Regions from separate parts of the Mus musculus genome. Here all the other regions are linked to region 5. A link is a contact called in public Hi-C, HiChIP or PLAC-seq and promoter capture Hi-C data. All regions are on one chromosome and are shown on one strand. The core of a region is the stretch at or near the end of the contact, and the rest is flanking DNA. Distances in the headings are between cores, read along the strand shown. Region 1 overlaps Gask1a (golgi associated kinase 1A). Region 2 holds the start of Pomgnt2 (protein O-linked mannose beta 1,4-N-acetylglucosaminyltransferase 2). Region 3 holds the start of Tcaim (T cell activation inhibitor, mitochondrial). Region 4 holds the start of Gask1a (golgi associated kinase 1A). Region 5 holds the start of Ano10 (anoctamin 10). Region 6 has its middle 23 kb from the start of Pomgnt2. Region 7 holds the start of Ackr2 (atypical chemokine receptor 2).

Region 1 (3,365 bases), core at 163-2,662, 320 kb before region 5:
ATGGGTGTATGCATGTATGTGTGCATATGTATACACATGTGAATGGATGTATGCATGTATATGTGCATATGTATACACATGTGCATGTGTGTGCCTATGTATATGTGCATATGTATACACATGTGCATGGATGTATGCATGTATATGTGCATATGTATACACATGTGCATTGTGTGCCTATGTACATGTGCATGTGTGTGCCTATGTATATGTGCATATGTATACACATGTGCATGTGTGTGCCTATGTATATGTGCATGTGTGTGGGTGGGTGGGGGCCCTGATCCATGAGGAATTTACTCTCTGAGAAAGGTAATGTTCCTATGAAAGAAAGAGTGAATCTCACTCCCAGCAAATATTGGGACACTTGGGCTGCCAAGTAGAAAAGAAATCAAGGAGGGTCCCAGCTAAAGGGTGTGGGCCAAAATAATACCAGACATTTCTTCTGAAATCCGTCTGGCTTGGCCCAGAAGCCAGCTGAGTCTAGTCAGAGGAATAGGGCCACCCACACCCTGTGCTGCACCCCTGCCTGGCCTTCCAACTCTGTCAGATGGGCCTGTGGCCTTCTTTGGCCAACTGCAGTGTCTTGTCCCACCCAGATATTCTGCTTGGGATGTAATAGAGCCAGGCCTTTCCTGAAACCAGGTGGTGGGTATGATGGGCCAGCCAGTGACTACAGGCCTCCTTGGGGACTCTGTGACCTCAGGCTTTCTTGAAGACTCTGTGACCTCAGGCCTTCTTGGGGACCCCATGATCCTCAGGCCTTCTTGGTGAACCTGTGTCTTCAGGTCTCCTTGGGGACCCTGGGTCCTTGGGCCTCCTTGGTGACCCTGGGTCCTCGGGCCTCCTTGGGGACACTGTGGTCCTCAGGCCTTCTTTGGGACCCTGTGGTCATTCTTCATGCTTCATTCTTTCATTCTTGTGTTCAGAGACCTCACTACGTCTCAACTTGTGTCAAATGCATTCTGGGTCCTGGGGTCAGACTGTTTAAATTACTTACTTGTTTTATTTCAGTCATCTATTTTCCCATCCAAGAAATTATAGCCCTGAATGCCAGAGAATATATGCCTGCCACATGGCCTGTCCTCATGGTCAGAGCCAGTCTTCCTGGCTTCAAATCCAGGGATCGCCATTTGTAGCAATGTGGCCTTCAGCACAGTAGCCAGTCTCCCTCCATGGATAACTCACTGTCCTCTTCATAATTGGAATGGGGGTCCCTCTTGGCTGCCTTGAGGGACCCAGTGTGCTGTACTGGGTAAAGCTCCCAGCGTGGCACCTACACAGCCTGAGCTTTTAGGGCCTTCATTAACCAAACGCTCCAGGTTGAATTACAGTTTGCAGCACAGCCGGGCTGGCTCTGTGTTCTGGAACCACATGGAATCATCATTTCTTTGGATGACTTCTCATTTTTTTCAAAGAGTGGAGGAAGGGCCAAGTCCTGAAGGAATGTGAGCTGCTGCTGGAGCTGATGGGGAAACAAAGCAGACAGCGTGGCAGAATAATCAACCTGGCACCTCAGCGGGCACGCTCTTTCTGCCAGGCATCTAGGTGGGCATACATTTTAGAAGGCCAGTGTTGCCCGTGTTATGCTGGTTGGCAAATAAATGCTGCATAACGAGAAATCTGGATGGAGCAGCCCGAGACATGGTCAGGGAGGGCTTGGCAGGCGCAGAGGCCTCTGCTGGCTCCGACTGTGTGTTGAGGGAGGGCAGAGCATGGGCCAGAGCAGGCAGGGTTTCTGCTAGCCTGTCCTAATTTGCTTTCTATTACTGCAACAAACACCACGACAGAAATCAGCTTGGAAAGGAAAGGGTTTGTTCAGTCTTACAGCTGACAGTCCATCATGCAGGGCAGTCAGGGCAGGAATTCAAAGCTGGAACCTGAAGCAGAGGACATGGCAGAATGCTGCCTACCAGCTTGCTCCCCATGGCTTCCCCAGCCTAGTTCCTTATACAACAGGATGACCTGCCTGGAGGTGGGACCACCCATAGTGGGCGGGGCCCAACTTACATCTATCATTAATCAAGAAGATTTTGCCATAGACTCACCTATAGGCCAGTCTGATAGAGACATTTTCTCAATTGAGGGTCCCTCTTCCAAAATGACCCTAGTTTGTGTCAGGTTGGCAAAACAACAACCACCACCACAACACCCTAACCATACACCATTGCTCTGCAGATGCTAGGCCTGCATGTGGTCATATCACCAAAGTCCTTACTCCACACTGCACTCTGGGCTTTGGGCCTACTGCACTGAGGGAGCTGGGAAAAGCTTGCACCTCCTGAGGGGAACCTCTGGTCAGTGTGTCCCTGGAACTCTTGCCCCGCTTTAAATATACCCTCTGCCTATGTGATTCTCCTCTAGGATCTGAGGAATCAGGGCAGGAGGGAGAGTGTATGGTCAGGGGGCCCTGGGTCCATCTGCACTCTGTGACTGACAGTCTAAGAAACCTGTTGGTAAGGCTAGCAGACATGATTCAGTGGGAAGGGGGCTCCTGGGCAGGAAGTCTGGGTACATCTGATCAGTGTGCTGGCCCAAATAGCCCACACCCTCTCTGGGATACTGCCCTGCCTCCTGGAAGATCGGCAAGGGTGAGTCACTCACAGGGATCAAGGGATCCCCATCATGCTTATCAGGGATCGCTTGCTTTGCTCATCATGCCCATCATGGATCACTTGCTTTGGTCTTAGTCTTGTTAGGTAAGGCTGATGGAAAGGGTTCCAGAGAATTGAGGCCCATCACCCTGTGACTGTGGAGGCTGCACCAAGCATGGGTGGTGACCACATGGTCTATGCCTGTCATCAGCTGCTGCTCAGCCAGCAGGGCCTAAAACCTGATTCAGCTTTTGTGGACACCACCATCCTCTTTCCCTTTTCCACATCACAAATGGGGACCCAACATTAGGCTTCAACAACTTCATCAACTTCAAATCCAGCATTGTGTGTTCTCCTTTATGACCCCGGATGTGTCCGATCTCAGGGTGACATAGTTCCTGCCTTGTAGGTCTGCAGTGAGGAGGGAACAAGGTAGAGGTGGCAGGGCAGTGCTGGCCATCGGGGTGACATTCCTTCATACACCAGCAGCTCTGCAGCACCAACCTGCTGTCCGTCAACTCGGCCAGACACCGCCCGGGGTCCTTGTTGGGTCCTGGAGTCCTGGCTCTGGCAGCCTTCATGGGCTAAGCTTGGCCACCATTCCCACCATGCCAACTTAAGAGATGAGTTGTGGTAGTTAGCAGAGAGGAGCAGATATAGGGGTCCTGTGACCCCAAGTTCATCTTCAGGACACTGACGGAGTGTCAGGCTTAAACAGGTAAGGAATTAGGCAGAGGCCTTAGCAGAGGAATTAGCTGGAAGCCAGCACAG
Region 2 (3,547 bases), core at 806-3,305, 300 kb before region 5:
GGCAGGACACTTATACTATTCCAAGAGGGAGGTTCCAGGTTTGTGGACCCAGTGACCCAACAGAAGCAAAGCTCTGTGCCTGGCAATTATCCAACTCTGTAAGACAGCAGCAATATAAAAACCCATTTACTGACTCTCACTCTATGCAGGCAGCACTCTAAGTTCTGCATATGTGGTCTCATCCCTGCTATAACCTAAGGCAAGTACTATGAAACACACTAAAGGGCATATGCTTGGGACTGCTATATGTATTGTTCAATACACTGTAGCTATTATGGGGAGGGGCTGAAGTTCAAACTCAAGCCTGAATTGCAAAGCCCATGGTAGCCTGTCTGGAGTCTTCCTTCCCTGCCATATCTCTCACCCAACTTGAAAAGCCCTGGGGATCATTTTAGCATCTCCTGAGGGAGAGTGTCCCTCCAGACAACCATGCTGAGGTGACTGACAAGGCCTCTGGGGAACAGAGTGTTGAGTAATTTAATATTCTGGCTCTCTAGAAGCCTTTGCTTATTACTGCTATTTCTGAAAGCAAGAACTTGCCAGCCAGAAGTCCAAGGTTGGTTAGAAGCATGTCGTCAGCTTGGGCTGATGTCACAGGCCTGCTGTCCCAGCTACTGGGGAGGATGAAGCAGGAAGATCATAGCTTAGGTGTGTCTAGGACTTACTGAGACCGTGAATCAAAGCAAAGAGTAGAGAGTGAACGGGTGTAGCAGAATGTTTGCTCAGCACGCAGGAGGCTTTGGATTCATCCTTAGCAAACAAACCAACCCTGACGGCCCTGACAGTCCAGCACACCAGGATGATGCTCCACCAGGGTGAATCCACTCACCAGCTCCCTCCCTTTCCAAGGCCCCCAGGGGCTCTCAGCTCTCACCTCTGAGGATAAAGTATCCAGTTCTCTTCTAACTCTGTCACCACTTGGAACTCGGATCCTTCATGTGAAAGGGCCGGCTGATCCTAAAAGCCTGAGAGCAGCTAGTCTGTGGAAAAGACAGGACCCGGAACCAGAACTCCAACCTTGTCTATAGAGTTGGTGGTCGTGCATGCTAACATTTGATGTGTTCAGAACCCAGACAGAAAGCTTTGCCAGCATTACCTCATGGAAGCCTCACAGCAATTCTTCAAAGAAGGTCTTTTTTCACTCTGTCTTACAGAGGATGAAGGAAGGGACCAGAGAAAGTGAATGAGTTACTTATGGGGACATGGCCGGTAAAGGAGCCAAGATTTTCCCAGTGCCTGGAACAGTCCACACATGGTAAATGAATTGTGCTAATATTCACATGTCCCATAAGCCTAAAACCATCTACACCAACAGGCTCGGGGCTGGTTGGCATAAGGTCAGAGGATACTGGCTGCTCACAACCTGCAGCGTGATTCTGGTGGAAGGTCCCAAACTTTTACCCCGGATTCCCACTAACGATGAGAAAACGGGTTCCTATAGGCAAGTCCATCAGGGTCGTCCGTCAGTAGCCGCCCCCACCCCCACCCCCCCGCCATTGTCAAGCAGACAAACTCCTAACTCCGACTGTCCGTCCATCCGGGTGGTTCTCTACGGAGCCCCAACTGCCTAAAGGTCAGCAACAGGCCGACCCAGGCACCGCTTCAAACGCAGCTGGCGCAGCCCAGGCCCCCACTGCTCATCTCTCCTTGCTCCACGCCACCTGTGCCAAATGTGCACCATTCTTTCCCAGGCACGAGCATGTGCGTCCCCGCGGTCAGAGGCAGTGAAGGCTCCAGCCGAACGGTCCAGTGCGCCATCGGGGGCCGGGCGGTTCAGGCCCACCCCTCCCACCTCGGCGCCTGCTGCAGGCGGCGTCTACCGCCCTGGGTCCGGCAAGCCCGCCGGCCTCCCCTGCAGTCCAGGGTCGGGCACCAAGCCCGGCCCGGCCCGGCCTAGCGCCTCACCTGAAGCCGGGCTCTGTGCCCCGTCCGCTCCGAGCCCGGGGCCCAGCTGCGCCACAGATGCCCGCGCTGCCCACCTGCCGACAGGGTGTCGCAGGTGTTCCTAGTGTGCTTGCCCTGCTGGCGAGCTCAAACTCCGGAACCCGGGCGCGTGCGCGGGCCTTGGGACCCGCCTCTCGGACCTCGGCCAGGATCACCTCTTCGGCTCACAGAATCCTGGGAATTGTAGTTTTCAAGCGAGCAGCATGCACGAGCCTGGGAAGACCAGAAGCTCTTCTTGGTGTTCTGTTTACCCAATTATGAGAGTTCTGATGATAAACTTAAATACAAGATACAGAAATCTTCATATGTAATCTGTTAGAGAAAAAATAATCCATACCTTGACATGCTTTTAAGACTCATAAAGAGACTATTGATGGCTCAGCAGTTAAAGTATTCACTGTAGATGAGCACAAAGACTGAACAGAGCTGTTCATGGTCATTACTGAAGGCTTCTGTGCTCAGTTAACTTCGGATCGTCTCCCCTCAAACCTGAGCCAATGGATCGCTCCTCCCTTACCAGGCTTCTTGTCAGGTATGTTATGTCTCTTTTATACTTTTTCTGGGAACTGCCATTTGGCTTTACAACCAAACTGATGGGGTGTTATCATGAGTGGGTGTCAGATGACAGTGTTGGAGCTCGGACTTGACATCAGGTGAATCTGACCAAAACGGCTGGATTTCTCACTTGGGAAATGGACATTGTGACACTTCTGACACGATGACCCAAATGTCATGTGGAACCTTGTCCTTTTGAGAACTGGGCTGGGGGTGGGGGTATATATTAAGGGACCCTCCTCACTCCTCCCCTCCCCCACCCCCACCCAACTGGCCCGGTTGGCCACAAAGCCTTCCCAGAACCTCAGACCTCAGTGGGCTTCACTCTCATGGTTGTTATTACAAACTCATCTAAAGTAGTCTCTGTCTCTCTGTCTGTCTCTCTCTGTCTGTCTCTCTGTCTCTCTCTGTCTGTCTCTCTGTCTGTCTGTCTGTCTGTCTGTCTCTCTCTCTCTCTCTCACACACACACACACATACACATACCTGTGAGAAGATCAAACAGAGTGCACTGAAGAACTGACACAGAGAGTCGGAACAATGCCACTGGCCACAAGGCAGATCATTTCTGGATTGGGCACCATTTGCCTGTACCATGAAGAAGGCCCTGTGGCTTCCTGCTTCCCCCAGCCCCTACCTGTGCTGCCTGGATTCTTCCTCTTTTCCTACCTCCCCCCATTTGGCTTTTGGTGTTTTAAAAAGCAACAATCTCTTTCTTGGCCTCAAGGGTTGCACTAGTCTGTGGAAGCTCCACATAACTGGCCCCCTGGCCCTTCAGGCCTCAACCTTTGTCCTATCTCAGAGGGTTCTTAGTTTCAGGCAATGTGTCTACCCTGGCTGGCTTGAGCAGAACAATGTGTGTGAAGGAACATTTAGTGACATGTGGGCTCATTAAGATGAGGAGGAACAGACTCTGCATCTAGGGTCTGCTCTGATGACAGTGTCCAAGCCATGTCCAAGAACTATGCCATGCTATCTGGAGATAAGGAGGTCAGCTTCCTCTGACACCATTCCCCATGCATAAGCCATCTCACAGAGTGCTCTTCCTTC
Region 3 (3,486 bases), core at 472-2,971, 510 kb after region 5:
TCCAGTAGTACTATGTCCAGTTTTCTGAGGAACAGCCAAACTGATTTCTAGAGTGGTTCTACCAGCTTGCAATCCCACCAGCAGTGGAGGAGTGTTCCTCTTTCTCCACATCCTCCCCAGCATCTGCTGTCACCTGAATTTTTGATCTTAGCCATTCAGACTGTTGCGAGGTGGAATCTCAGGGTTGTTTTCTAGAACCCAGGACCACCAGCCCATGGATGGCACCACTCACAGTGGGCTGGGACCTCTTACATCAGTCACTAAGAAAATGCTTTCCTGCAGTGTGATCTCCAGAGGTGTTTTCTCCATCGCGGCTCCCTCTTCTCTAAGGACTCTAGCATGTGTGAAGTTAACATAAAGCAGCAGCACAGACTGAAAACACAAAGATCCAGGGCACCCCACCAAATGTCTAAGTTACCCTCCTAACAGCTCCCTTTCAGTGGGTCTCATATGACTATTACGTGTACGTTGTGGGAGGAGCACACATCCATGTGGATTTTTGCAGGACAGCGTTTTTGGAATCTGTTCTTTCCTTCCACCTCCATCTAGTTACGGTAATCAAACCACAGTGGTCAGGCTGGAGGGTCTGATAGCAAACACTTTCATCTGTTGGTCGACCTGGCAGCACAGTACTGTATGCTTTATGATAATATGTGACTAAGGACATTGCTAATGAAAATATTTTAAACAAATGTGCCAAAATATAAATATCTAACAAGGATTGTCCCAAAACACTAAGAAGTTAAAACTTCAGAAGTTGTCAGGTGGTGGTGGCCCATGCCTTTGATCCCAGCACTCAGGAGGCAGAGGCCAGCAGATCTCTCTTCAAGGCCAGCCTTGTCTACAGGACTACACGGAGAAATCCCGTCTCAAAACAAAAAACAAAAACTCCTTCAGAAACCACCTTCAGTATCTGTAGCCTATTCTCTTTAACATAGTCCTCACTCTAAATAGTACTGTACGCCACAAATTCAAGTCGTCTAGAGGGGAAAAGCCCTAAATAGGGTAATAAATGGGACAAGTATTTAAAGGAGTTCTCAAAATGGGTAGAGGCAGTGTCCTTAAATCTACAGTCTCACAAGGGCAGGAAAATTGAGTCCCAGCACTCTTAAGCTTGCGTGACATGTGGCGCACACACTGCCTCAGAGACAGGTGGGCAATTGTAAACTATGCTCCTGCAGACAAAGGACACGATGTGGGCCGCAAGGTCGTCTTCAGGAGAATGAAGATCTGAGAGAAGGGGTGGGATGGCTTCTTGCTGGTTGACCAAGCCAAGAGGTAGCAAAGCGAAAAGCAGTTTATATTCCATCATTTGCAGGTCTGGAGATCAGTTACAGACGTCCAATAAAGCAGTAAAAAGCCCATGCTGAGTACACTGAACGTTTAAAAACAGCCTAGTAAGGAGTCGCGATGTGTCATGCCTGTAATCAAAGCACGTAGGAGGCTGAAGCAGGAGAATTGCCGCAAGTTCAAGGCCAGCGTGGGTTACAGTGTGAGCCACTGTCCCAAATAATTAAACTATCTCAAATAGATTAGATTGAGGAAAAGTCAAGTGGGAAATGTAAGCCAGAGGAACCGGATCTTTCACACTCAGCTGCATCTGGGAAGCCTACCAAGACTACCAACGGCTGCTCAGCAAGAACTGCGTCACCAGAGCGCCTTGCATAGCTCCGCCCCTTCCCCCCTCCCCACCAGGGGCTGCGCGTGCGCGCTTTGGCCCCGCCCCTGCCTCCCGCTACTCCTTTACCTTTGCTTATCGTCCTCCCACCTGCCTGCCAATCATCTTTCTCCCTCAGACCTAGTCGGCCGGAAGAACCGGCTTGTGTCTCCCGAAGCTGCCTTCGGAAACCCGCAGATAGCGGGGTAAGGACACCGCTTTGAAGCGGGGTGGGAGGCCGCTGAGAGCCGACGTCCTGGCTGGGAGCCGCTTGCCGGCCTTGCGCAGGCGTTCTAGGAGGAAGGTCGGTCCGCCTTAGCCAATGAGCATGGTTCGTGCGGCCTGCCGGCTCCAAGTGTCGGGGCGTCCAAGCACGAACCCAGGCCTCTGAGACAGTGGGCCAGACCTGTCAGGAGCTCCCTGCAGAGCGAAAGTTGCCCAGGGACTCCACACTTGCCACACAGGCCTTGGCCTGTGCGTGCTGAGGCGTAGGCGAGGCTGTCAGATGGGAGCTGGGTTTAGGCTGCTGCTGGGAGAGCCTTGAGGCTGGTGGGGCCCTGGGAGGAGCTGCACCCCAAGTTGCGGACCTGTCCATTCACCTCTAGACCTGTAATCAAACTTATGGCTAAGTAGACTCTCAGAGGGGAGTCTGAGGCGTAGATTACTCAAGTGCACTTCACCACTAAAGAGCTTAAGGAGTGTGCTAATTCATTCAAGACATCTGTGGAATGTGTGTGTGCGAATGGGTTTAAGATTGTAGGATAATGGTAAAAGGAAACAGGATCAGGCTGAATTTTATCAGTTTGAGACCACCGATTGGAGATTCCAGATTTAATGTGGAGTTCATATAGTTTTAAAAAGGTGTCAAAGTTTGGTTGGCTGGTTGGTTGGTTAGATTTGTCTACAGATGGCCTACTGAAAAGGAACTGGAGATGCCTGCCATCCCTTGGCTTAGTGTTGATGAAGGAGTTTTAAGCTCAGGGAAATTGCAGTGCTAGAGTGGGTACTCTCTGAAAAACCTGATCCCTCATAATGGAAAGGCCCAGAAGACATGCCCTACACTAACCTATAAGATGAAAATGGTTTGAGGGGGCAACAGCAGGTCCGAAGAGTTTTTGTCGTAATTTTTTCTCTTGTGCCAGATCTTAGGGTTCAGTGGGTGTAATTGGACCTTGGAGTAGCACCAGTGCCTGTATATATTAGGTCAGGCTGGGCCAGAAGTGCCTGAATCCTTCTTGAAACTGTAGAGTTTGTAGTTATGATTTAACTCTCCAGCAAGATACAAAAGGAAAGCTAAAGAATTTGTTATCTAGCCAGGCGATGGTGGAGTGTCATTAATCCCAGCAATGGGAGGCAACAGGAGGCAGAGACAGTTGGATCTCTGTGAGTTCAAGGCCAGCATGGTCTACAGAATGAGGTCCAGGACAGCTAGGGGTGTTACACAGAGAAACTTTGTCTCCAAAAACAAACAAATGGAACTTGTTATCATTGATATGTCTAATACTGTCTCCTGGTTTTGCTCTGGTTGTTTACTTGGTTCCCTACTCTAAGTAGAAAGCCTAAAAGCATTTTTTTTTTTTTAAATCCTGGTCTCTGGGTGAGAGGGTGCATGCTTTTAATCCCAGTACTCCAGAGGCAGAAGCAGGTAGATCTCTCTGAGTTGGATGCCAGCCAAGTCTACAAAGTGATATCCTGTCTCCAAAAACAAACAAACAAACAAACAAACAGAAAGGAAAAGAAAAGAAAGGTAGTTAGGTATGGTTTTATCATTACTTGAGAGAAGAATTTTTTTTTCTAAAGAAAAATTCCAAGATAGTTACAAAGGGAAA
Region 4 (3,850 bases), core at 570-3,069, 340 kb before region 5:
AAATATATCCACATATGTTTATGTAGAGGGTCATGGCACACTTGTATATCTAATGTGGAGAGACAAAGAGATTCAAAACCAAATCCAACTCTTAAACACTTGAGCGAACACTGGGTGGTTGCCCTGTCCTGTGCTTCTTTTGGCATTATTCTTCCAGCTCCTGGGTTGCCAGCCCTTCTAGGATTCTATCTACGTTCAGACTGCAATTAGCAGCGCCCCTGCCCAGCCCTGTTTCCCATTAGCTCCACGTTTTCACGTTCTAGCAGGTAGACTGAGACTTTAAGCTGTAGAGTGGCTTCCTGGTTTTGACTTCCCAACAGTGTTTCCTTTCCTGTAAATTTGCTCCAAGGCATTGTTTGTGGTGATTCAATGCTACAATGTACAGAAAGCATTCAGGGCTGACTGCTTTTGGCACAGCATTCTGCAGTGCTCCTGTGACCCCTATCAGCAATAATCTGATAGTTGTTGATCCATCTGGGGAAGGTGACTCTTGGGGAGCCTGAGGGTGGCTCATCTTCTCTAGTGGTGACCCTAAAAGTTTAAATCCCGGGAGGTTATTTTCAGTTTGGTTCCAAGCTTCTGTCCTACTGTCCACTCTGCCCTAACCTCCAACCATTGTCTACCTCCCTATAAGAATTCTAAGTTCCATCCTTTCATCTTAGCTCCAAACTTGACCATCTAGAGACTGCCGCACCTGGGGATCCATCCCATAATCAGCCTCCAAACGTAGACACCATTGCATATGTCAGCAAGATTTTGCTGAAAGGACCCTGATATAGCTGTCTCTTGTGAGGCTATGCAGGTGCCTGACAAACACAGAAGTGGATGCTCACAGTCAGCTACTGGATGGAACACGGGGCCCCCAATGGAGGAGCTAGAGAATACCCCAGGAGCTAAAGGGTCTGCAACCCTATAGGTGGAACAACAATATGGACTAACCAGTACCCCCAGAGCTCGTGTCTCTAGCTGCATATGTAGCAGAAGATGGCCTGGTCGGCCATCATTGGGAAGAGAGGCCCCTTGGTCTTGCAAACTTTATATGCCCCAGTACAGGGCAACACCAGGGCCAAGAAGTAGGAGTGGGTGGGTAGGAGAGAGGGGGTGGGGTGGGGGTGGGTGGGCGGGTGGGCGGGGTATAGGGGACTTTCAGGACAGCATTTGAAATGTAAATGAAGAAAATACCTAATAAAAATTGAAAAAAAAAAGAATTCTAAGTTCCAAGTATGAGACTTCTTAGGAGCAGTCTTTTCAGAAGTCTAGGTTCTCCTTGGCAGCCACCAGCTGTTAGCAGTGAGGCCAGCAGGATCCTGCACCACAGATAGCAAGCCCAGTGCAGACACAAAAAAACTATCTACAGCCAGAGCAGTATCGAGTATTGATTCCTTACTCTGGCCCCTGAATGAGGTTCTGCTATTGTTAATGACCTTCAGTGGTTAATGGATATTTGCCTCCCAAACCGCCCTTGGGCACTGTGCCCAAAGAAACTGGAGAGGTGCCAGTGGCAGACTGGTCTTCCTGAGGTTTTGCAGAGGAGAGGGCCAGTATAGGGAATCATCGTCCGGGCGGCCCCATGAGTTGCACCCAAACACCTTAGAGGCGCGATTGGGGCTCCTCTGAGCCCAGCCCAGGCGCTGAACCCAGTGGGGGTACGGGTGGGGGAATGGTGAGTGTGTGTGTGTGGGGGGGAGGGGGCGGGAGTGAGACTCTTTCCTTCCTAGCACCAGAGACCTCACTCCAGGCAGCTTCTGTTGGCCAGAAGTGGGTAGGGCTTTTATTATGAAAGGGGCCTCCCCCTTCTGTGCTTTCTGGGGACTGGGGAGGCTGGGCTGCGCTGCTAGGCTGGGGCTGTGCAAACTCTGGAAAGGTCCCCAGCGGCTGGAGGAGGCTTGTGTGCCACAGGACTCTGCAGACTCACACGTAGACTCACATGCGGAGCATCCTGTGTTGTGTCCTGCCCTGCAATCTGGTGGCGGGGAAAGGTGTGGACCTAATCCCAACCCTGCCTGGAAAGTCTGGGCTCCAGGGATGAGTCTGCCAGTAGGCTGAGCCCAGGAACCTGCTGCAGTACCGTGGGGACATGGTAGGAGCTGCTGAACAGGGCGGTGGGTACAGGTGGGTGCCAGGGCAGGCAGCCTTGAAGCCTCGCATGAGTTGCACAGGTGGCATCCCAGGCCACAGTTATACCTCAAGCTTTTTCATGGGGTCACAGTGACTTTCATTTGTGCCCTGGACTGGAGAGTCTTCCTCAAGGACCCCTCACGTGTAGATGAAGAGTTATCTAGACAAAATGCCTGTAGGAGTGTAAAGGACTCCTTTGAGCACCCAAGGCAGACGATGGGCGAGGACCCTAACCCTAACCCTTTCAAGTCACCTCCTTCCTTCTCAAAGATGTGTAAATTTCATGGTGTTCTTATGGCTAAGTGGTGTATTGATGCTTTAAAAAAAATGCCTTGTATCACCTTTGAGTTAAAGTCTTACTGCCCCACCGCCTCTGCCTGCTGGACAGAGTGGTCATGGGGATGCCTGAGGAGTCACTGATAAAGTCTAGGACCTGTGGACTTGATTCTTTTCCAACCTCACAGACACTAAGAGAGGAAAACAAGAATGTGAAAACCTGCCCTTGTGGCGTTAGCTGAGGTACTGATATAAACCTTAGGGCACATTGATGTGCTCTTGCCGCTGACAGAAAACCTGCAGCCCAGGTACCAGGGTGTGTGGAGTGTGTTGGAGTGCCATTGCCTGCTCTGTGACTCCCTAAGGGGTCCCTTTCTCTCCAGGTTTCGGGGTGGGGTTGCAGATGGGAACTCCCCAGAGGTGTTTCATGGGAAGTTGACCTATGGCCCAGGAACTCAGCCGACCTTTGCAGGAAGTAGGTCAACATGGGAGCAGTTGTGCCACTGTGGGGGCCCTGACCAGTGAGGGCTGGGGCTCGGTCCTGAGGCCTGGATTTGCTCCTGGCATCTCTACAACCTTACAAGTTTCCTGCAAAGCTCCACATGAGTAGGAACTCTTGTGTCTGAGAGGAGGCATGGCTGGAGGTGCAGGGTACGAGCTGAGGTGCTGCTGGAATCCTGGTTTAGGAACAAGTCTCCCATTCAAAAATTATGACCCACAGCCATGTACTCTGAGGGGTGTTAGTGGTCTCTGCTCTCAGGCCATTTTAGGAGTCTCTTCTTTCCACTACGTAGGTTCTGGGGATCGAGCTCAGCAAGGTGGGTAAATGCCTTTACCCACTCAGCCATCTCAGTGGACAAAATTCTGTAAACTACATTATCCTTCAGAACAAGGCTAAATGATATCTCTCCATTAGATTTCTGAATGGGTCTTTTACAGTTACCTTCGTAATCATAAAAGCAGACTGGAAGCAGTTCCAATAATAAATGAGTGTGCTGCTATTCATGTCCCCATTGCTGTCTTGCTTGGGGTTTTTGATGGCGCAGTCATCTAGGTCCCTACATCCTGACTTCCAGGCCTAGCTAGCCACCCCTGCTGAAGGATGGTACCGCCTGCACCTGGTGACACCTTTCGTCCACTTCTCTGCCACTGGCCATGGACTTGGGTTTCTCTTAAGTGGCCTCTGGAAGGAACTATGTCACGCTGTTTACTTGTGGGCAGTTTTTGTTTGGCTTGAAAGGTGTTTGCTTGCAATGGGCAAACATCCTCTTCCACCATCCAGAGAATTCACATCCCCGAGTCTTGGCTGGGGCAGCAGGTTTGTGGCTTTATGCTTAGGAGCCAAGTTGGGGAGCGATTTTTCCAGAAATGCCATCAGCCAAGAGCTAGCTAACAGCTAAGGAGGGGCTGGGACTAGGGAGGAGAGAGCTGTATTTGTGGATGGCAACTAGAGAGG
Region 5 (3,334 bases), core at 319-2,818:
AAAAGGAGAGAATTGACTCCCAGAATTTGACCTCTGATCCCTACACACATTCCATGGTATGTGTAAACCCACATGCACACATACAATAATATGTAAAAAAAAAAAAAAACACTTTTAAATATACAAATTAGGAAGAAAAACAAAATGCTACTAGAGGTCATAGGGTTCTGAGCATTCCTACAGGGCATTTATATTCTCAACTTTATCCTCTTTTCTGTGTTCCAACCTTTCTAGTTTTCCTCTTTACACACTCATACACACACGCACACGCAACCACACTACAGTCTATCCAAATGCACACTCGTTACAGTTTACCAGGCCTTGTCTATGCCTGTCTGATATTCTGCATCTCTCATTTCTCATCAAGAGGACCTAAATTTGGACTCCAGCACGCAGTAGAGTGCTTCTGTAATCCCAACTCCAGGTGATATGGGAGACAGAGACAGTAAAACCCTAAGAAGCCATAGGGCTGAATGGCCTGGAACAGGCAGCACAGCAGCAAAAATGAAAAGACACAAAGACATCCTATCTCAAACACGGTGGGAGGCAAGGGCCCACACCTGTGTCCTCTGTCCTGTACAAGCCTGTGTGTATCCGTTTGCCTGCACTCACAATAACACGAACGCACAGACAAAAATTTTTAAAAACCAAAAACCAAACCAAAGCAAACCAAAACAAAAAAACCCCAGAAAACAAAACTATATGCCTAGTAAAGTCACAGCCTCTTTGTCTGTGTGAGTGCCCTCGGACGTTCATGCCAGGTAAACAGCAAGCATCTCCCTCCCAGTTTACCCTGGTTAAGGGATGCACGGTTGCATTTAAAATTGTTTAAAGACAGAAAGAGTCCTTAGAAATATCTAGTCCTCTAAGGTTACTGTGACTTTAAATGGAAACCAGGCCACTCACAGTGCACCTGAAACTTTTAAAACTGCCGGGATTCGATTACAACATCAGGGTTTAAGGGATTGCGATTCAACTGTGGAGTGGGAACAAACTTGAAGAGACTTCAGTCAGACCGTCTACGCACCGCCTCAGCTATGGGAAAGAACAAACAGGGTTTCGGGTAGGGACAGGGCTCTGCACCCTTCACTGGAGTCATGCGACACCTATCACGGAAAGCGCACAATGGGCCCGGTCAGAAACCTCAGACCGGATCTGTTCACAACCCTAGAGAGACCGCGAGGTGTGACACAATCAAGGCTACCGGGCACCTTCCCCGAAGTGTCAATCAGAGCAGCCCGACACCCCGGGATCCCATGGTCAGTCAGAGACGGCCCTGCTCCAGGCCTGACGCAAATCCAGAGCCGGCCGACATCCCCCTGCCTCCGCCGGCTTTCACACCCTTGCGGATCTCCAGCCCTGACCAGTGCTTCCGTGGCTCTTTCCCTGTCGCGGGGGGGGAGCATCCCCAGCGGGCCCACCACACGGACTGCGCCCCTCCCCACTCACCGGCCGCCCACGCGGCGTCCTCGGGGACCGCGGGAGCGGGGAGAACCAGGCCCGCGGCGCTAAGGCGGACTGGATACACGACCGGGGCGTGGCGCCTTGGCCGACAGGAGGCGTCAACGACCGGGAGGGGCGGGGCCTTCCGGCTGTCACTCGGCGTGGGGGGCGGGATCACCGTGAAAGGGGCGGTGCCTTAACAGTTGTAAGTCCCGAGGAAGGGGGGCGGAGGTGTCAGAGTGAAGCTTCACTGGCTGACCCTCGGGAGAGGGGTGGGGCCGCGACGGAAGGGGCGGGGCCATGAAGGTTCTCATTTTGGTGGGATGTGGTGGTGCTGCATGGGCGTGGCCTCATCAGCTGTCGTTGTAGAGAGACATGTTAAAGGCGGGGCTGTGGCGAGTGGGGTGGGGCTTGGGTTGCTGTCACTCACGGCAGAAAGGGAGCCTCATCCGGAGGGGTGGGGCCTCGCTAGCGGTCCTCGTGGTGGTATGGGTGCGGGCTGGGTCTTGGCTTTGCTGGGTAGGGAATGGAAGGGAAAGGATAAGGCTCCTTACGCTTTCCTTTTCTTAATCTCTTAGACCAGAATCCAGACACCTGCCCACCTCTACCCTCTACCGTCTAGCCTCCACCCTCCACACCCTTCCAGTTTTTGCCTTCCTCCAGGGGACAAGGCCTTCACCCCAACCCCTGGGGGTGTTCCGGTTTGGAGGTTGTCCTCCTAGCCCCCTCTCTGCCTTAAGGAGCAATTCTTGGCTGGTTTTCAGCAGAATTCTGAAGCTCTCTTCTCTCTGAAAACCAAGGCAAATCTTTCAGAACTTTAACAATTAGAGTCAATTGACGACTCAGGAGACTTGTGGGTTTCAGTTGGAGAGTTCCAATTTTCTCAGCCCCTGAACTTACATTCATCCTTGCATATAACTTCATTCTTTGGTATCTGATTGGAAATGTTTGAAATTTTTTGAAAAACAATCATTTTAATGGAATATCTATTAAATCCTTTTTGCTCAGATAGTCTTTATACTGGAGATTAAACCCAGGGCCTTGTGCATCCTAGGGAAGAGATTATCCCAGCCCTCTTGGGAGTAATCTTATCACAGCTGAATTAACAAAATTTAGTTAAGCTGTGTTGGTGGCCCACACTTTTGTAGTCTCAGATACTCAGCAGACTGAGGCTGGAAGATCACTTGAACTGAGGAACTAGAGACCAGCCTGAGCAATGTAGTGAATCTCCATCTCAAAGCAAAGTACAAGATGTGAGCCTGAGTCATGGTGCCATGCCACTTAGTTTTTGTGAACCTGACACACCAATAGTTGCCTGAGAGGAAATCACATTAAGGAACAGCCTCCATCAGACTGGCCTTTGAGCTTGTGTGTTGGGGGGGAGGGGGGGTAGGGAGGAGCATTCTCTTGATGATGTGGGAGGGCCCAGCACACTATGGGTGGTACCATCCTAAGAGGGTGGAACCTGGCTGTTTAAAAGAGCAGGCAGTAAGCAGCAGTATTCTTCTGTAGTCTTTGCTTCAAGTTCTGTCTCCAGGACCCTGCCTTGAGCTCTTGACCTGGCTTACCTTAATGATGGACTATAAGTCAAATAAGCCCTTTCCTTCCCACGTTAGTTCTGGTCTAAATTTTATTGGAGCAACCAAAGAAGCAGGCTAGGACAGGCATGTCTTAGTTATTCTTTGCTATGTAACAACCCCCTTTGCAAGGCTCCATGCTCTCATGTTCCCAAGAGTCCTTCTTTCCAGTTGCTTCCTCTAGAACAGTGGTCCTCAACCTGTGGGTTGTGGACCCTTTGGAGGGCTCCAATGACGTTTCACAGGGGTCACCTAAAACCATTGGAAAACATGGATATTTATATTATGGTTCATAACAGTAGCAAAGTCACAGT
Region 6 (3,662 bases), core at 672-3,171, 280 kb before region 5:
CACCTTCAAAGTAAAACTCTCTGACTTTTGGGATTATTTAGTCCTCATATTTTTAAAAATAACAAGTATTTTCCAAGTTTAATTTTTTCCCCTCTCCTCACCAATTTACTTACTGTCATGGCCTGCCACTCCCTGTAAATGTCCAACAGATGCTAGAGAAGGTTTGGAAATAATTCAAGATTCTTTGGCCTTTGTTAGATAAAGTGTGTGTGTGTGTGTGTGTGTGTGTGTGTGTGTGTGTGTGTGTTTATAAAACCTGCTACTTAGAATGAGGAGTCACAGAACAGTGCCGTTCAGGAAACATAGGTTGACCCTGATCATGAAGTCCTTACAAAGGGATGGCACACACAGGACCAAAGGCACAGGAGTTGTGCCTCTGGGACTCTGCTTCCTTCTCTGCTTGTTTGAGGTTGCACGGGCTTTCTGCTTATTTGAGGTTGCACTAGTTAATTTTTGACAACTTGACACAAACTAGAGTCACCTGGGAAGAAGGAACTTTGTTGAGGAATTGCCTCCATCAAAGGCAGGTGCCTTTGGCTTGTCTGTGGGCAATTTCTTGATTGCTAGTTGGGGTGAGAGGGTCCAGCACAGTGGGCAGTGCCATCCCTATGCAGTTAGGTCTGGGCTGTGTGAAAAGCAGCCGAGAAATCCATAGAGAGCAAGCCAGTAAGCAATCATTTCTCCATGGGCCCTGCTTCAATTTCTTCCCTGGTCTGGTGGACTGGATATAACCTGTAAGGCAAACAAACCCTTTTCCCTCCTGTTTACTTTTTATCCATATTTTATCCCAGCAACAAAAAGCAAACTGGGACAGAAATTGGTATCAGAGAGTGGGGTATCGTCGTGATAGGCCATTTCAGAGCCTTGGGCTAGGGGAGGCCACTGAGAGCTCAAATCTTCATGAGCTTATGGAGGAAGTCAGTACACAGCATCCCCTGTGGTCTCCGCTTCAGGTCCTGCCCTGAGCGCCTGGCTTCCTGATGACACGTTAGCTGGGATTGTAAGATGGAATAAACATTTTTCTCTCCTTTTCAAGTTTCTTTCCAAAATCAAGTTGATTTTGGTCAGTGTTTTATAACAGCCACAGAAAGCAAACTAGGACATAAGCTTTCTGATTCTTTTACATGCTATGCTCTTCCATCACAAATAACAGCGTATTAAGATTCACGAAGGTAAGTCGGGAAAGAACCAATACCAGGCAAGAGCTGTGGGATGCTGGGTGCTTGACAAGAGGAGCTTAAGACGACCTCAGCAAAGTCAGCTGGATCCCTTCCCTGCCCAGAGCCCTTCTGTTGCTGTGTCCTCTGACCTTTGGGTGACATTACCAGCCTCCCCTCTAACCTCTAACCTCTAACCTCTAACCTCTAACCTCTAACCTCTAACCTCTAACCTCTAACCTCTAACCTCTGTTCTGAGTTTCACTCTCTGGGCTGCTTCTCAGCAAAGCATACTCTGGAAACTCCTCTTGTGGGGTTTTTATGGAAGGAGCCTACGCTGCTTCCAGAATTCCTCCAAGGACTCAGCCCCAGTTGCTCACAGTGGCTGTTCTTTTAATATCATGTCTCCCCTCTTCTTCCTTTTTTTCCCCTCCGGTTCCCTTCTTCTTTTCCTTCTCTCCTCTCCCCTCCCCTCCCCTCCCTTCCCTTCCCTTTTCTTCTTTTTCTCTCCCTCTCCTCCCCTTCCTTCTCTCCCTTCCTTCCCCCTTTCTCTTCCCTCCCCTCCCCTTCCCTTTCTCTCTTCCCCTTCCCCTTCTCCTCTCTTTCCCTCCCCTCCCTCCCCCTCCTCTCCCTTCCTTTCCCTTCCCTTCTTCATTTTTCCCAGGGAAAAACCTTGCAGGATTTTCTTTCCTGGGTCCATGATTGTCTAAACCTGACTGTGCACTATTGTAGTGAGAGGACACTTCCCTCTGGGTCCTGACAGGGGGCAGCATTTAGTTTCCTATCAGAACGAGTTGCATTCCTAGACTTGTATGTGATTCCAGCTCAAAATAAAGAAAAACATTGAAATGAGGGGTTTAATTCCCGAGAGGGACTGGAAGGCTGTGTCAGCGTTTCCATGGTGAGGGCTGTCTTCTGGGGATTTACCTTCCAGCTGTGAGAATCTGCTTTATGCTAGACTTTAAGCCTTTGGCTGCTTAAAGGCTCTATATTATTAAAGAGTCCACTTTTGACTAAGTTGAAACTGTGACTCTGTAAAGCCGACTCAGAATGTTCTCCCCTCTGCCCCTTGCCCCATTGGCTGCTGGCCACGCTCCTTGCCAAGCAGCGTGGAGACTTGGCAGAGGTGCGGCATCTGGCTCTCCTGCTGTGTGTGGTCTGAGAAGGGCTGCACTGAGGAAGAGAACCTTGGCTCTTTTGTACTGTTAAAATGACACCTCCATGGGTCCCACCCGAGTCTATCTGTAGGTGTTTCTCCATGCACAGTCACTCACTGACCCCAGGTCTTAGAATCACAGAGGAGAAGGGCAAGTGTCAGCCTGCGATGCCTCCGTGAGTATCAGAAGAAAGCCAGGTTGAGATGTTTTGTGTGAATTCCTTCTTGCAGCAAGAGCCGGTATAGTGCGAGGAAGAGAAAGGGGATCTGTCTCATCAACCAAAAGAGAGAGCAAAGCAGGCTCACTTTGAGCCGTCAGCGTCAAACACATCAAAGTCATCTCTGCTTGGTTTTAAATAAGAACACATTTGCAGACACTTTGGCATATCCTTTATTTTAAACAGAGTTACAGAGGTGGATGGAAGCCCCTCACGATAGAAGGAAGACGCTGAGAGCAGAGAGCCAACATCTGTGTTGGTGCGGAACCTGACTGGGTTCCGAGTGTCAGAAAGCACCATGGGGATTCATAACCATCTCAACTCAAGGTCTGGGGACCCATTGTCCTCTCCTGACCTGTGCGTGGACCAGGCATGACAGCAGCGCACATACATACACATGGGCAAAACACATACAAATTAAAATTTAATATAAAAATCTAATAACATTATTAGAAATAATATTTATAAAGTTACATGGGAAAACATTGATACAAACAAGGTTGGCCAAAAATTTATGATGAAGAAAAAGCTTTGACATCATCTGGGGATCTAAAAAGTCATGATTTGCAGAAAGGTGCCATGCCTCTGTATGTGAGTGTGTGTGTGTGTGTGTCTGTGTGTGTGTAAGAAAGAGAGAGAGAGAGAAAGAGTGTGTGTGTGAATGAATGTGTGTATGTGTATATGAGTGTGTATAAGAGTGTGAATGTGAGTGTGTGTATTTGTGTGTGAGTATGAGTGTGTCTGTGAGTGAGTGAGTAAGTGAGTGAGTGTATGTGTGTAAGCCATATGTTTCTATGAAACTTTTCACAAGCAAAAGGGGAAAGCTTAAGCAAAAGACACACCTCAGGCCACACAGAGCCTCTGGACAACTATAAAGGACCTGCGGGCTCACCACACTCAAAGCAATCACTGTCTCATTAGCTGACAGCTGAGTGGAGCCAGCAGAATCTCCTGTGGCCTTCACTACAGGAAGTACAGACTACCTCAGTAATCTACTGGGGCCACAAGACACAGACAGCAGCAGCAGCCACAAAATCAGCAGTAGCAATAAGAAGCCCTAGAAAGACGGCTCAGTGGTTAAGGGCACTGGCTGCTCATACAGAGGACCTGAGTTCAGTTCCCGACTCTAAC
Region 7 (3,326 bases), core at 313-2,812, 400 kb before region 5:
GGCAGGAAGCAGGAGCAAGAGCCCAGACAACTGAACTGATTCAGTAACAGCCCATGCTTGAAACCTTCCAGCACCAAAGCCTTCTAAGGTCACTGCCTCCCCTGAGACCTATTTCTTAAGGTCCCTCCTTCTCCTTTCCACAGCCGCCCTGGGGACTAAATATGCAGAATATAATATGGGGCATGTACAAACCACATCCAAACTGTGACACGTATTGGTTAGGTGATAGTCTGGGTCAGTGTTCTTTTACAGTCATTAGCTCTCTTGCTGTGTTTATGCGACACCAGCATTTGCGAAAGCTAGCTGACTTCTATATATGGATGCTGCTTCTAAAATTAGGTTTAAAATAAGCAAAGAGAGGGGTGGGTGAGGCCCTAGAACTTTAGCTGATCCCTGGGAGGGAAGCAGGCTCTGGGCTCTTGTGGAACACTCCCTGAGCCTTATTCTCTGATAACTGGTGTTTAGCGTCATGAAAGGTCTGGTCCTCCTCTGTCTGAGAGAAAACCCATCAGGTCTTGCCCTCCAGTCTGATAGTCTGTGGACTCAAGAGAAAGACAAATATCTAAGTTCATGTTCACTTCTCTTGTCTGAAGGACCAAAGCCGCCCTAAGCCCAGTGCTGACATGGGCCTGTAACCTCAGGGGCAGGTGGATGGTAAATTCAAATGGCAGCCTGAGCTACATACCAAGTCTGAGGTCACTGGACTACAAAGTGATATTCTTTCTATAAAAGAACATAAATATGGTGTGGTGGCACACACATATGCCCAGTATTAATGAGTTGGAAGCAGGAGGACAGCTTTGGCTATGTGAGACTGTCTGGACGATTAACCAACCAACCAACCAACCAACCAACCAACCAACCAATCAACCAACCAACGAAGACATCAGTCACTTCTAAGGTGTTAACTGTGGAGTGTGGGCTTGGTGCATGGCAAGCTCCAAGTGATCAGCAGGGCAGTCATTCTGGCACTACCAGGTATTATGGCTCCTTTGAAGGCAAAGCATTTGCCAAACAGAGCACTGACACATGGCTTGGTGGCCTGGACCACAGGAGAGAGGAGTCAGCCGAAGACTGCTGAGTGTACAGCCAGCAGCATATTGCACACCCACCCACACTGGTCCATCCATCCATCCATCCATCCATCCATCCATGCATGCATGCATGCATGCATTCATTCATTGCAGGCGAGTTCCCCAGTTGGTTGAGGGAGCAGATAACAAAACAGCTGGCAGAGCCACCTTGAGATGGTGGAAGAAGGGAGAGGAAGGATAGGGCAGGGAGCCTGGGAGACGAGGCTGCCACTTTGCTGACCCGTGTGCACAGACACAGCACAGTGGGGAATCCCACTGAGGGGGCCTAGACAGACAAAGGTGAATGCTGGGTAGAGTGCAGAAGATCAGCTAGGTGTCCAGAAAGCTGCAAGGTTGAGTTAGCTTGCTTGGCTCACTGCTGGGACATAGAGGACTGTGCTTTCCAGGGTTATTGGACTGCTCTTGGGGCACTCCTTCCTGGGGTGGGAGTCATTAGAGCTTGGCTCAGTGCAGCGGATGGGAGGACTTACCAGGGAAGAGCGACTTCCCCAACCCCAGGAAACCAGGATGTGTGTCCTGAGACTCCTGCTCACTCTGCACGTCCCTGAAGAAGAGACAACAGCCACTGGGCCCTCTCAGACTCCGGCGGATGTCCTGGGGCAAACAGTCTGGCTCTGGTAGGTCTGGCAGCCCTTGGGGAGGGTGGTGCTGCTCGGCGTCTACAGTGGTCCCGGTACCCAGGACCTGGGTACTGGGAGAGGGAGGCATGGAGCGATTTCCTCTCCAGGGAGAGCCCCCTCCCCTTCTTTGGGACCCTGCATTGTGAATTCCAAGGGTCAGATAGGGTCCATGGCCTCTCACCCAGGGCTGCGATTCACTCTGTCATCATCGTCGTCATCGTCGTTGCCTTCTCCTTCTCCTTCTCCTCCTCCTCCTCCTCCTCCTTCTTTTCTTTCTTTCTTTCTTTTTTATTTTTTGGTTTTTTGAGAAAGGGTTTCTCTGAATAACCCTAGCTGTTTTGGAACTTACTTTGTAGACCAGGCTGTCCTCAAACTCCGAAATCTGCCTGCCTCTGCCTCCCAAGTGCTAGGATTAAAGGCGTGTGCCACCACAGCCCAGCTCACTCTGTCTTCTTGCTGGAATTAGAGGCAAAAAAACTGGGTTTTGACAGTCCTACTAAGCCAGGCTCAGACTCCATTTCCCGGTATGGCAGGTAGGAAGGCAGGAGTAAAAAGCAGAGATAGATTTATTCAAATGTGGCTACACTGGAAGGGGCAGAGTAAAGGGGTCCAGTGACTCACTCCCCAGTTCATCTTTGGGGTCCTGACATGAAGCTTAGGTTTGAACAGAAGGTGAGAGGCTTGTATGGCTCAGCAGTCCCAGGCAAGGTCTTTTCCAGGTGAGAAACCTATGGCTCAGAGGAGTGGGTAGCCATCTGGGAAAGTGCTTTAGTCGTTTTCTATCTCTAGGGATGATAAAGGTGATTCGTTTTAAACTCAGGAAAATGGCAAGGAGGAGGTTTAAAAAACAAAACAAAACAAAGCAAACAAACAAACAAAAACAGGGAAGAGGCTGGAAACCCTGCGAGTGCCTGCTCTCCCATGTGGAGGGTTGTGCTGGGATCATGGCTGCTCCCTGGGAGGTTATCAGCACCAGGCATTTCAATGAAGCCAGGAACCCCTGAGGAATTCAGACTCAGGGAGTGTGGGTGGGTGGAGAGGTCCTATCACGCTGAGGACCAACTGTGGCTGCAGACGGGGCTCTGGGCACGAACAGAGAGGACTATGGACTTAGCATCATCTCCAACTTTTCTTGTGTCTATATAGTACATTCTACACTGGACATTTTACTTTTATTTATTTGTGTATGCGTGTGCTTGTGGAGGTCAGAGGTCAACCTCGGTGTCATTTTTTTTAGGCTTTTTTTTTTTTTTTTTTGAGACAGGGTCTTTCACTGGTCCAGAACCCACTTAACATTTTGAGGCTGGAGAGGGAGATGGCTTAGTGGTTAAAGGCACTTCTGGACGTCCCAGGTTCAGTTCCTGGAACTCAAATGGTAGCTTACTACTGTCTGTAACTATAGTTCCAGAGGATCTGACACCCTCTTATGGCCTCTGTGGCCATCAGGCACACATGTGGTACACATCCGTCAAACCAGGCAAAATATTCAGTTACATAAAATAAAAAAGAAGAAGAACATGCTAAAAGAGGAGAGCTTGGCATTGTGCACACCTGTAGTGCCAGTGCTGGGATACAGAAACGGGAGGACAGCAAGTGTGGCCAGCTCGCACTG

Evidence for each region. Promoter capture Hi-C pulls out the DNA fragments that hold promoters and counts their contacts. Hi-C and Micro-C count contacts between places; a contact is called where the count stands out from the background. HiChIP or PLAC-seq counts read pairs in DNA pulled down with a chosen protein or histone mark. Capture Hi-C pulls out chosen DNA fragments and counts their contacts.
Region 1: a contact with region 5 is called in an H3K4me3 HiChIP or PLAC-seq map of forebrain, with 4 times the contacts expected there. The contact joins the enhancer-like site here to the promoter of Ano10 in region 5. A contact is called at or near these places in 1 of 39 promoter capture datasets (hippocampal neurons), 1 of 484 Hi-C or Micro-C datasets (cortical neurons), 1 of 115 datasets of contacts at active chromatin or transcription factors (forebrain) and 2 of 9 other capture datasets (liver and pancreatic islet).
Region 2: a promoter capture Hi-C map of adipose tissue shows a contact between it and region 5. The contact joins the promoter of Pomgnt2 here to the promoter of Ano10 in region 5. A contact is called at or near these places in 5 of 39 promoter capture datasets (the C10 cell line, cranial neural crest, hippocampal neurons and 2 more), 3 of 484 Hi-C or Micro-C datasets (cortical neurons, embryonic stem cells and forebrain), 5 of 115 datasets of contacts at active chromatin or transcription factors (the NIH/3T3 cell line, embryonic forebrain, forebrain and 2 more) and 2 of 9 other capture datasets (adipose tissue and liver).
Region 3: a Hi-C map of CD8 T cells shows a contact between it and region 5, with 5 times the contacts expected there. The contact joins the promoter of Tcaim here to the promoter of Ano10 in region 5. A contact is called at or near these places in 3 of 39 promoter capture datasets (hippocampal neurons, maxillary cranial neural crest and neural stem cells), 1 of 484 Hi-C or Micro-C datasets (CD8 T cells) and 2 of 115 datasets of contacts at active chromatin or transcription factors (astrocytes and extraembryonic endoderm stem cells).
Region 4: a contact with region 5 is called in a FOXA1 HiChIP or PLAC-seq map of pancreatic cancer cells. The contact joins the promoter of Gask1a here to the promoter of Ano10 in region 5. A contact is called at or near these places in 3 of 39 promoter capture datasets (the SN4741 cell line, cranial neural crest and hippocampal neurons), 1 of 484 Hi-C or Micro-C datasets (cortical neurons) and 2 of 115 datasets of contacts at active chromatin or transcription factors (embryonic forebrain and pancreatic cancer cells).
Region 6: a contact with region 5 is called in an H3K4me3 HiChIP or PLAC-seq map of bone marrow-derived macrophages, with 4 times the contacts expected there. The contact joins the enhancer-like site here to the promoter of Ano10 in region 5. A contact is called at or near these places in 7 of 39 promoter capture datasets (the 3T3-L1 cell line, the C10 cell line, the HPC-7 cell line and 3 more), 1 of 15 datasets of contacts at CTCF or cohesin (the NIH/3T3 cell line), 9 of 484 Hi-C or Micro-C datasets (3T3-L1-derived adipocytes, the G1E-ER4 cell line, bone marrow-derived macrophages and 6 more) and 9 of 115 datasets of contacts at active chromatin or transcription factors (the 230-238 cell line, astrocytes, bone marrow-derived macrophages and 6 more).
Region 7: a contact with region 5 is called in a promoter capture Hi-C map of stem cell-derived epiblast-like cells, with 2.3 times the contacts expected there. The contact joins the promoter of Ackr2 here to the promoter of Ano10 in region 5.

What each region holds. Positions count from the first base shown.
Region 1 is chr9:121,972,854-121,976,218 of GRCm38.p6, forward strand. The region is part of intron 2 of Gask1a (golgi associated kinase 1A); the gene reads left to right. Among named protein-coding and RNA genes, the nearest start is that of Gm39463, 21 kb to the right of the region's middle. Within about 2 kb of position 1,413, at least 32 of the 459 cell types and tissues checked have an H3K27ac peak or open chromatin away from gene starts, as enhancers often do. A contact at or near this core is called in cortical neurons, forebrain and hippocampal neurons, where this site is marked.
Region 2 is chr9:121,993,971-121,997,517 of GRCm38.p6, forward strand. Pomgnt2 (protein O-linked mannose beta 1,4-N-acetylglucosaminyltransferase 2) reads right to left here and starts at 2,056. Exons shown (of 2, transcript NM_153540.4): 1 at 1,906-2,056. Gm39463 (a long non-coding RNA gene) reads left to right here and starts at 2,016. Exons shown (of 2, transcript XR_871388.3): 1 at 2,016-2,476.
Region 3 is chr9:122,803,826-122,807,311 of GRCm38.p6, forward strand. It overlaps Tcaim (T cell activation inhibitor, mitochondrial), which reads left to right and starts at 1,722. Exons shown (of 11, transcript NM_001013405.2): 1 at 1,722-1,863.
Region 4 is chr9:121,949,169-121,953,018 of GRCm38.p6, forward strand. Gask1a (golgi associated kinase 1A) reads left to right here and starts at 1,820. Exons shown (of 5, transcript NM_177743.5): 1 at 1,820-1,979.
Region 5 is chr9:122,292,855-122,296,188 of GRCm38.p6, forward strand. Ano10 (anoctamin 10) reads right to left here and starts at 1,569. Exons shown (of 13, transcript NM_133979.3): 1 at 1,450-1,569. Gm26797 (predicted gene, 26797) reads right to left here. Exons shown (of 5, transcript NR_168548.1): 5 at 3,056-3,272.
Region 6 is chr9:122,016,955-122,020,616 of GRCm38.p6, forward strand. No RefSeq gene overlaps it. Among named protein-coding and RNA genes, the nearest start is that of Pomgnt2, 23 kb to the left of the region's middle. Within about 2 kb of position 1,922, at least 82 of the 459 cell types and tissues checked have an H3K27ac peak or open chromatin away from gene starts, as enhancers often do. A contact at or near this core is called in 3T3-L1-derived adipocytes and astrocytes, where this site is marked.
Region 7 is chr9:121,896,793-121,900,118 of GRCm38.p6, forward strand. It overlaps Ackr2 (atypical chemokine receptor 2), which reads left to right and starts at 1,563. Exons shown (of 4, transcript NM_001276719.1): 1 at 1,563-1,711.